Regions from separate parts of the Mus musculus genome. Here region 2 is linked to region 1. A link is a contact called in public Hi-C data. All regions are on one chromosome and are shown on one strand. The core of a region is the stretch at or near the end of the contact, and the rest is flanking DNA. Distances in the headings are between cores, read along the strand shown. Region 1 has its middle 7.7 kb from the start of Gm33415. Region 2 overlaps Rere (arginine glutamic acid dipeptide (RE) repeats).

Region 1 (3,598 bases), core at 409-2,908:
ATCCTAGGGAACTTCCAGGGCTGAGGCTGCAGTTTAGAAAAGAATGCTTAGCCAGCGTTTCCCCAGATCCCAGAACTCAAAAGGAAAGCCTCTCCTAACTGAGCCTCCAGCTCATTGTAGATTACTCTACCCTGGGCTGGGTCAAGCGGTGTTCCCGTGCAGGTCGGCCTCCACGCCTTCCCAGCTATGGTGAGCAGCTGGCCTGCAACCTCTCTTCTCTGGTAGATCCAAGACAAATGGCTAAATTTGAATTTGGCTTTTTTTTTTTTCTTTTCTTCCTGTTTGGGGAATTGTTTCTCAACTCCTTGTGTGCCACAACAAAACCAGGAAGTGGATCCATGATGGAAATTAAACCCCACTCATTTGGCTTTCTGGGTGGTATTTCCTTTTCTATTACAGCTATTAATCAATGGATCTGCTGTGTGGGTTGGTTTGTTGTTGTTGTTGCTATTGTTGTTTTGTTTTTTTCAACACAACCTCTAGTCATCTGGGAATCAAGAACACGGACTGAGAGAAAGCCTCCATCAAATTTTCTTTAGGCAAGTCTATGGGGGCGTTTTTCTTGATTTTTGATTGATGTGGGAAGGCCCAGCCCACTGTGGGCGGTGCTCCCTTCGGACTGTCTTGGGCTGTCTAAGAAGCAGGCTGAGCAAGCCATGGAGAACGAGCCAGTAAGCAATGTTCTTCCATGGCCTCTGCTTCAGCTCTTGCCACCAGGCTTCTGCCTAGAGCTCCTGCCCTGCCCTTTCTATATGATAGGCTGTAAGCTAAATAAACCCCTTCCTCCTCAAGTTGCTTTTGATTATGGCATTTTGTTACAACAATAGAAAACCCACAAAGACAGCTGAGGGTTGTAGCTCAGTAGCGGAACACTTGTCTAACATGCATAAGGTCCAAGCTGGTCCCCAGCTCACGATGTAGCTGAAGGGGACATCGAACTTCTCATCTTGTCTTCGTCTTCCAAGTCCTGGATGCCTACCCTGTGTGTGCATGCATGCACACTGTTTTGTGTGCAGTGCCGCCGGATGAGGTCAGAAGAGGCATCTCTCCACTGAGCCATCCCTTCAGCTACTCTCAGTCCCTTTTTTGAACTTTTAATTTAGAGACAGGGGGTCATCAAGTCACACTGGCCTTGAATGTGTGATACTCTTGCCTCAGCCTCCCTAGTGGCTAAGGTCTGGGCGGGGTGTTTACAATATAAAAATGAATGAATAAATACAGTTATTTCCCATAAAATGTGAGCATAGAAGTATACAGCGTAATCAAGAGAAGGCTTAAGGACCAGCCCGTGAGGTGGCTCTGCTTGCAAGCCTCTTGCATGGAAGCTATGCTCTAACAAGCTCACAGAGAACCCACACTGTCCTCCTAACTCCACACTGGAGCTGAGCTGTGGTTCCTGCATGAGTGTGCACACCACAGTAGTAATAAGTAGTTTTTTTTTTTTTTTAAGAGAGAGGAATAAAAGACTTGAGGAGAAATAAAACCCATCTTATTTGTATTCAAATGGGAGGGATCCAACAGAGAGAGAAAAAAGGAAAAAACCCAAACCAAACCAAACCTGCAGAGCCTGGAGAGGGAGGGTTTCTGAGCCATGTCCTTGAGTAATGAGAGGGGATGGGAGCGAATGAAGGAGCAGAGGGCTGGGTTTTGATGGAGCATAGATGATTCATCCCTAATTGCAAGCAGGAAGCCAGAGTGTGGATTTAGAGAAGGATGGATGGGTGGGGGCTGGAGGAGTCCGTGCAATTTCTCTGCTGATTGCGTCAATATTCACGACGAACTCGGAAAGAAATCCATCAACCGAGAGGGAGAGCAAACGGGAGGAAGCGTCGGGAGGGAGACTTGAGCGGAAAGCCGAGGTTGTGAAATAACTGGCTGGAAAATGAGGAAAGAAATTAGCCGGGAGAAGTGGTGTTGTGTGATTGCCAGGAGCCATTGTGGGCCCACTTGAGGTTTGTGGTCACGCATTTGAAAGTGAAGATGGTCAGCCTCATTTGGGTGACAGGTGCCGGTGCCTTCCAGGAGCAGTTGGAATTCTCATCAAGCTGTGGTGTGGCACGGGGAGTGTCAAGAGGAGGACATCGCTAAGGCGTGGACAAGGGAAGGAGCGCTGGGCAGACCGAGGGGTGTAAACGGCCATGGGGAGGAGGAGGAGGACAGCCATTATTGGAGTCATGGCTCTGGTTTGTTTTAGGAGGCTGAGACTCGTCCTCTACTGGAGAAAAACCTAAGCTGCGTGCACAGCATGCCTGGAGTCTTCAAGCACAGCAAATTCAAGGCCAGGCTGGTGCACATGAGGCCATGTTTTAAAGGGCGGGAAAGACAGTGCCTGTGCCTTTATCCCCAGTTTGATCTGCAGCTGGAATCAACATGGTGGAAAGAAAGAACCAACTGCCACAAGTTGTTCTCTGATTCCCTCTTGTGTGCCCTTTAGGCTCTCGATAAGCAAGCATGTCACACACACACACACACACATCACACTAATAAATAAGTGCCAAAATTACTATTTTTTATTAAAAAAAAAAAAAGAGGCTGGGGAACTGGCTCAGTGGGTAAAACTGCTTATCATGCAATCTGGAACAGTGAAAAGCTGGTTGAGGCTGGATATGGTGGTGCATGCCTTTAGTCCTGACGCCAGAGGAAGACCGAACTCTGTGAGTTTCAGGCCGGACTGATCTACATAAGGAGACTCTGTTTCAGCAAAATAAAATAAAACAAAACCTCTCGGGGAAAAAAACAAAAAAGAACAACAACAACAACCACAACCAAAAAAAACAAAACAAAACAAAACCCTCAAACCAAAATATAGATTCCAAGGCTAGGCACGCAGCGCAGTGGGAGAATGTGCGCCCCCTCCCCATTACCTCCACCCCCACCCCCATGCACACAGCACAGTGATAAGATGCTTGATCCCCATGAATGAAATCCTGGCTTCAACTTTCAGCACTGTAGTAGAACAAGGAACAGTATCTTAACATTCAGGAGTTGGAGAAAGATCAGAAGTTTAAGATCACCTTTAGCGCCAGGCAGTGGTGGCGCACGCCTTGGGAGGCTGAGGCAGGCGGATTTCTGAGTTCGAGGCCAGCCTGGTCTTCAAAGTGAGTTCCAGGACAGCCAGGGCTATACAGAGAAACCCTGTCAAAATCAAAAAAACAAAAAACAAAAAACAAAAAAACAAAAAAGAAAAAAAAAATCACCTTTTGCTACATAGTGGGTCCCATTGAGCGCCACCATGGCTGGCTCATAGGTACAACAGAGAGCAGTATGCTGTTGGGCCAGCACTCCAGCACTAAGCTACAGCCCCAGCTCCTCTAACTGTATTTTTTTGTTATTGAAAAGATTATTTTTATGTGTATAAATGTTTTTTTTTTTTCTGCCTGTACACACGCCCACTGTGTGCATACCTGGTGCTCTTGGAGGTTTAGAAGAGGTGTTGGCAGGCCCTGGAACTTAGCTGTGAGAACTCAAGTTGTCTGCAAGGGCAGCCAGTGCTCTTAACCACTGAGCCAGCTCTCCAGCCTCTGTAATTGTTGTTGTTGTAGTCGCTGTTATTTTGATGCAACAAACTGGCCGCAGATGCTCTTTCTAAGCGCACTAC
Region 2 (3,598 bases), core at 569-3,068, 150 kb after region 1:
TTTGTTTTTTAAACATTTAGACTTTGTCAGGGTCTTATTCTGTAGTCCTGGTTGGCCTTAGACTCATGGTAACCTCCCCATCAGTCTCTGATTTAATAAAATGGTTTCCATTTTATTAAAATTCTAATTTTAATACTTTAATTTTAGAGGAGAGGTACTCCTATAAGGTTCAGGCTGGCCTTCAGTTCCCAAGTAGCTGTCACATAGTCAGCTTGGATTTGTCCCACTTGTCCATTTACTTACTTGTTAATGAGAAGCTGTCACTGTGCAACCCAGGCCGGCCTGGAGTTCGATATTTAGGCAGGCTAGCTTAAGATGTATTATCTTCCTGCATCAGCTTTCTGAGTGGTGGTATTACAAATGTGTGCCATCATCTATCTGCCTGACCTAACTTCAGCTTTTCAGTGTTCTGGTATTCCAGGAAATTTGCTACCAGTCCCTATGCTTTCTGGGAAGGCACATCCATGAATTCCCTTTTGAAACAAATTCATACAGGAGAGTATGCTAAAAGACAACAACAAGAGTATGACAAAAAGACAGAGAGAGGATAATGGTTTGAGTCAGCATCGGTGCTAGCCAGTGTGTGGGAGAAACTGTCACGCGTTCTTGCTGTTTGTGAACCCCAGGGGTAGACTCCTTAGAACCAGACTTAGTTGTGCTCTTTTCAGGGAAGGTGCTGTCAGCTTTGTTCTGTCTGGCCCCATCTGGTTTCATCTGCCTCTGGAAGGTGGTTTTAGATCCTGGCAGAAGGTAGTAAATAGTTTGTGCTATCTCCTTACTACTGGGGTCCCTGTTTGGTTTCTATTTGTCTTTTTGAGACAGGGTTTCTCTGGGGTGCTCTGGGCTGTCCTAGAACTTGGTCTATATGTAGTCCAGGCTGACCTTGAACTCACAGAGACCTGTCTGCCTCCACCTCCCATGTGCTGGGATTAAAGGCATGTGCCACTAACACCTGTTATTGACTTCTTATGTTCAGTTTTAGTGTTTACTTTTTAATTAGTTTCTTTTTTTAATATATTACATTGGCTTATTATGTTAATATTTTTATTATGTTTTTGATTCAAATTTATCTTTAAATTCATGAATCGTAGCACATGAACTCAGGAAAATAATGGGTAAAATGGCTTAGTATTATCCTTCCACATTTCCTCCCACAGGGAATAGCTATCATCTTGATACAAATACAGTGTATTTGATCATATCCACCCCTATCCCCCACAACTCTTTCTCAGAGCCTCACACAAACATCTTCCTCTCAAAGTCCTGTCCTCTTCTGTTTTGGATGTCCACTGGAGCATCAGCAGCCTGTCAGTGGCCCATCCCTGAAGGAAGAGCTGGCTCCCCTCCCCAGGAGCAGTGGCGTGCCTGCAGCTCCTCAGTACGGCACAGGGTCTTAGGAGCCCTTCACACACCTATGCCGCCTGGCTGACTGGCTTGTTCTTGCTGGGTCTATTCATCAGGCACCCGCAGCTGCTATGAGTTCCCTGCCACGTCCAGAAGACACCACTTTCCGACAGTCCTCCTGGTGTATATAATGTGTCAGTCATCATGAAAGTTCTAACACTGGGTATGTTCATTCATTTTCCATCAAAAGAGAAAGCTTGGGGAAGGAAGCCACAGAGCCGGACGAGTCACCCTTCCTGGGCAGAAAGCACTTTTCCTTCCAAGCCTTTTCTGGCTATGCTGCCTCAGCTTTTTGCTATCCATGAAAAGACAGCAGAATTGTGGACGAGGAAATGGACTTGGGAAGATTCTACAATGAACCAATCAGACTTTCTCTAAACCATCTGTGAAACTCTAATGCAACTATAGAAAAGCAGGGCCCTGGGAGAGACGGAACCTGGCCTGTCATGCATAGAGAAAAGGGGACCTTGGGGAGAGCAGCTGTGACAAGTCAGTGGGGAAAGCTGGTGGCAGCACCGGTTCACACACATGCTGCTCTTTGCTGTGAGTGTGGAGCTGGCTTGGGCTCGCTCTTTAATTTCTTTTGAGTCAGGGTCTCTCTGTAGGCCAGGCTGGCCTGGAATTTATTAGATAGCTTAGGTTGGCCTTGAACTCCCAATAATCCTGCCTCTTGAGTGTTGAGATTATAGGTGTGAGACACCACAAGGGTTCAGAGCTTAAACAGTATAGTCATGTAAGACTTGACTGTTACCTGCTTTTAGCACTTTGTTTAAAATGGAGAAGTCTTGGATTCTTTTCTCTCTAGATTCTGATTTATTTTGTCTCAGCAGATGTTCGGAACATGGCTTTCCTGAGGTTCACATGACTACAAGAACATGCAAAAGCAGAGCTCTCATTAAGTGTTGGATTGGCCCAGCGCAGCTGCGGCCCTTCATTGAAGTGTGTTGAATACAGTTCCGGGTTTAAAATTAAAAAAGAAAGAAAGAAGCACAAGTGCCGTCAGTGGCTGAACAGAAAATGAAGTCCCCCATTTCCTTGGAGGATACTTAGATACTTCATTACTTTGACCTTCAAATCTCTGCTAATTTGGATTATAAATGTGGCAGGTGGATGGCAGATTAGCACATAAGATGGACCCTGATGTCTTTTTATATGCTATAGAGCTGTGGATGTTACATCCCAAGGAGTCAGAGAATGGACATCGTTGTCTATGTGGGATATTTTCTTCAGATAATTCAGGATACTTGTAATCCGGACGGGCTGACGAAACACATTGGGAACGTGATGTCATAACTATAGGTGGAGGCAGCATTGCTGTAAGGGAGCAGGGAGGGGAGGGTGGGTTGCGTTAGAGTGCGGACAGATTTCACTGCTCTTAGAACTTTATAGAAATTACAGCAAATGATAAAAATTGTCAGGCTACTGCAAGTCCAAAGTAGCCTTTGGACAAGCTTACTTGGTTTTGGTGTCAGCTGGACATCAACAGCATTTTTATAATCAGCCCATAAAATAAGAGCACGGTCTTGTGTATGACCTTACAGAGGTACTTCTTAGAATGGTGCAGAAGGGTGAAATGGCCGGGGTGGTGGTGGTATACACCTTTTATCCCAGCAGTCAGGAGGCAGAGACATTCAGATCTCTGTGAGTTCAAAGCCAGCTTGGTCAACAGGACAGCTAGGGCTACACAGATAAACCCTGTCTCAAGGTAGGGGGGGGGGGTTCTTGCACACACATACACACACATACCCATTTTCTGGGGGGAGAAATTCACTTATTTAAATAAAGTGGACTTTCAGCAGGCTGTTACAGACTAAAGATGTGTGGAAGCATAGACCTGTAGACTTGGGTCCTGAAATTTGGCTAGGATTGTTTAAGAAGGACAGATACCTGGTGGGAACAGCAACACGAGCATGGCAGGGCTGATGTGTGGACCAGCAATCTGGACTCTAAGCCAGTTGGGATTGATCGATCAATCTTCCCCCTCCCCCTCCCTCCCTTTCCTCCGCCCCTCCCTCTTGCTTCTTTCTTTCCAGAAGATTCTCAAACTGGCCAGTGGTGACACACCTTTAATCCTAGCATTCAGGAGATAGAGGCAAGTGGATTTCTGTGTTCTCTATAAAAGGAGTTCCAGGACAGCCAAGGCTATACAGAGAAACCATGCCTCAAAACACTATAAGTGAATGACTGGGAGGGG

Evidence for each region. Hi-C and Micro-C count contacts between places; a contact is called where the count stands out from the background.
Region 2: a Hi-C map of bone marrow-derived macrophages shows a contact between it and region 1, with 24 read pairs. The contact joins two enhancer-like sites. A contact is called at or near these places in 4 of 484 Hi-C or Micro-C datasets (bone marrow-derived macrophages, liver and nephron progenitors).

What each region holds. Positions count from the first base shown.
Region 1 is chr4:150,265,068-150,268,665 of GRCm38.p6, forward strand. No RefSeq gene overlaps it. Among named protein-coding and RNA genes, the nearest start is that of Gm33415, 7.7 kb to the left of the region's middle. Within about 2 kb of position 1,659, at least 51 of the 459 cell types and tissues checked have an H3K27ac peak or open chromatin away from gene starts, as enhancers often do. A contact at or near this core is called in bone marrow-derived macrophages, where this site is marked.
Region 2 is chr4:150,419,178-150,422,775 of GRCm38.p6, forward strand. The region is part of intron 2 of Rere (arginine glutamic acid dipeptide (RE) repeats); the gene reads left to right. Among named protein-coding and RNA genes, the nearest start is that of Gm52709, 46 kb to the right of the region's middle. Within about 2 kb of position 1,819, at least 20 of the 459 cell types and tissues checked have an H3K27ac peak or open chromatin away from gene starts, as enhancers often do. A contact at or near this core is called in bone marrow-derived macrophages, where this site is marked.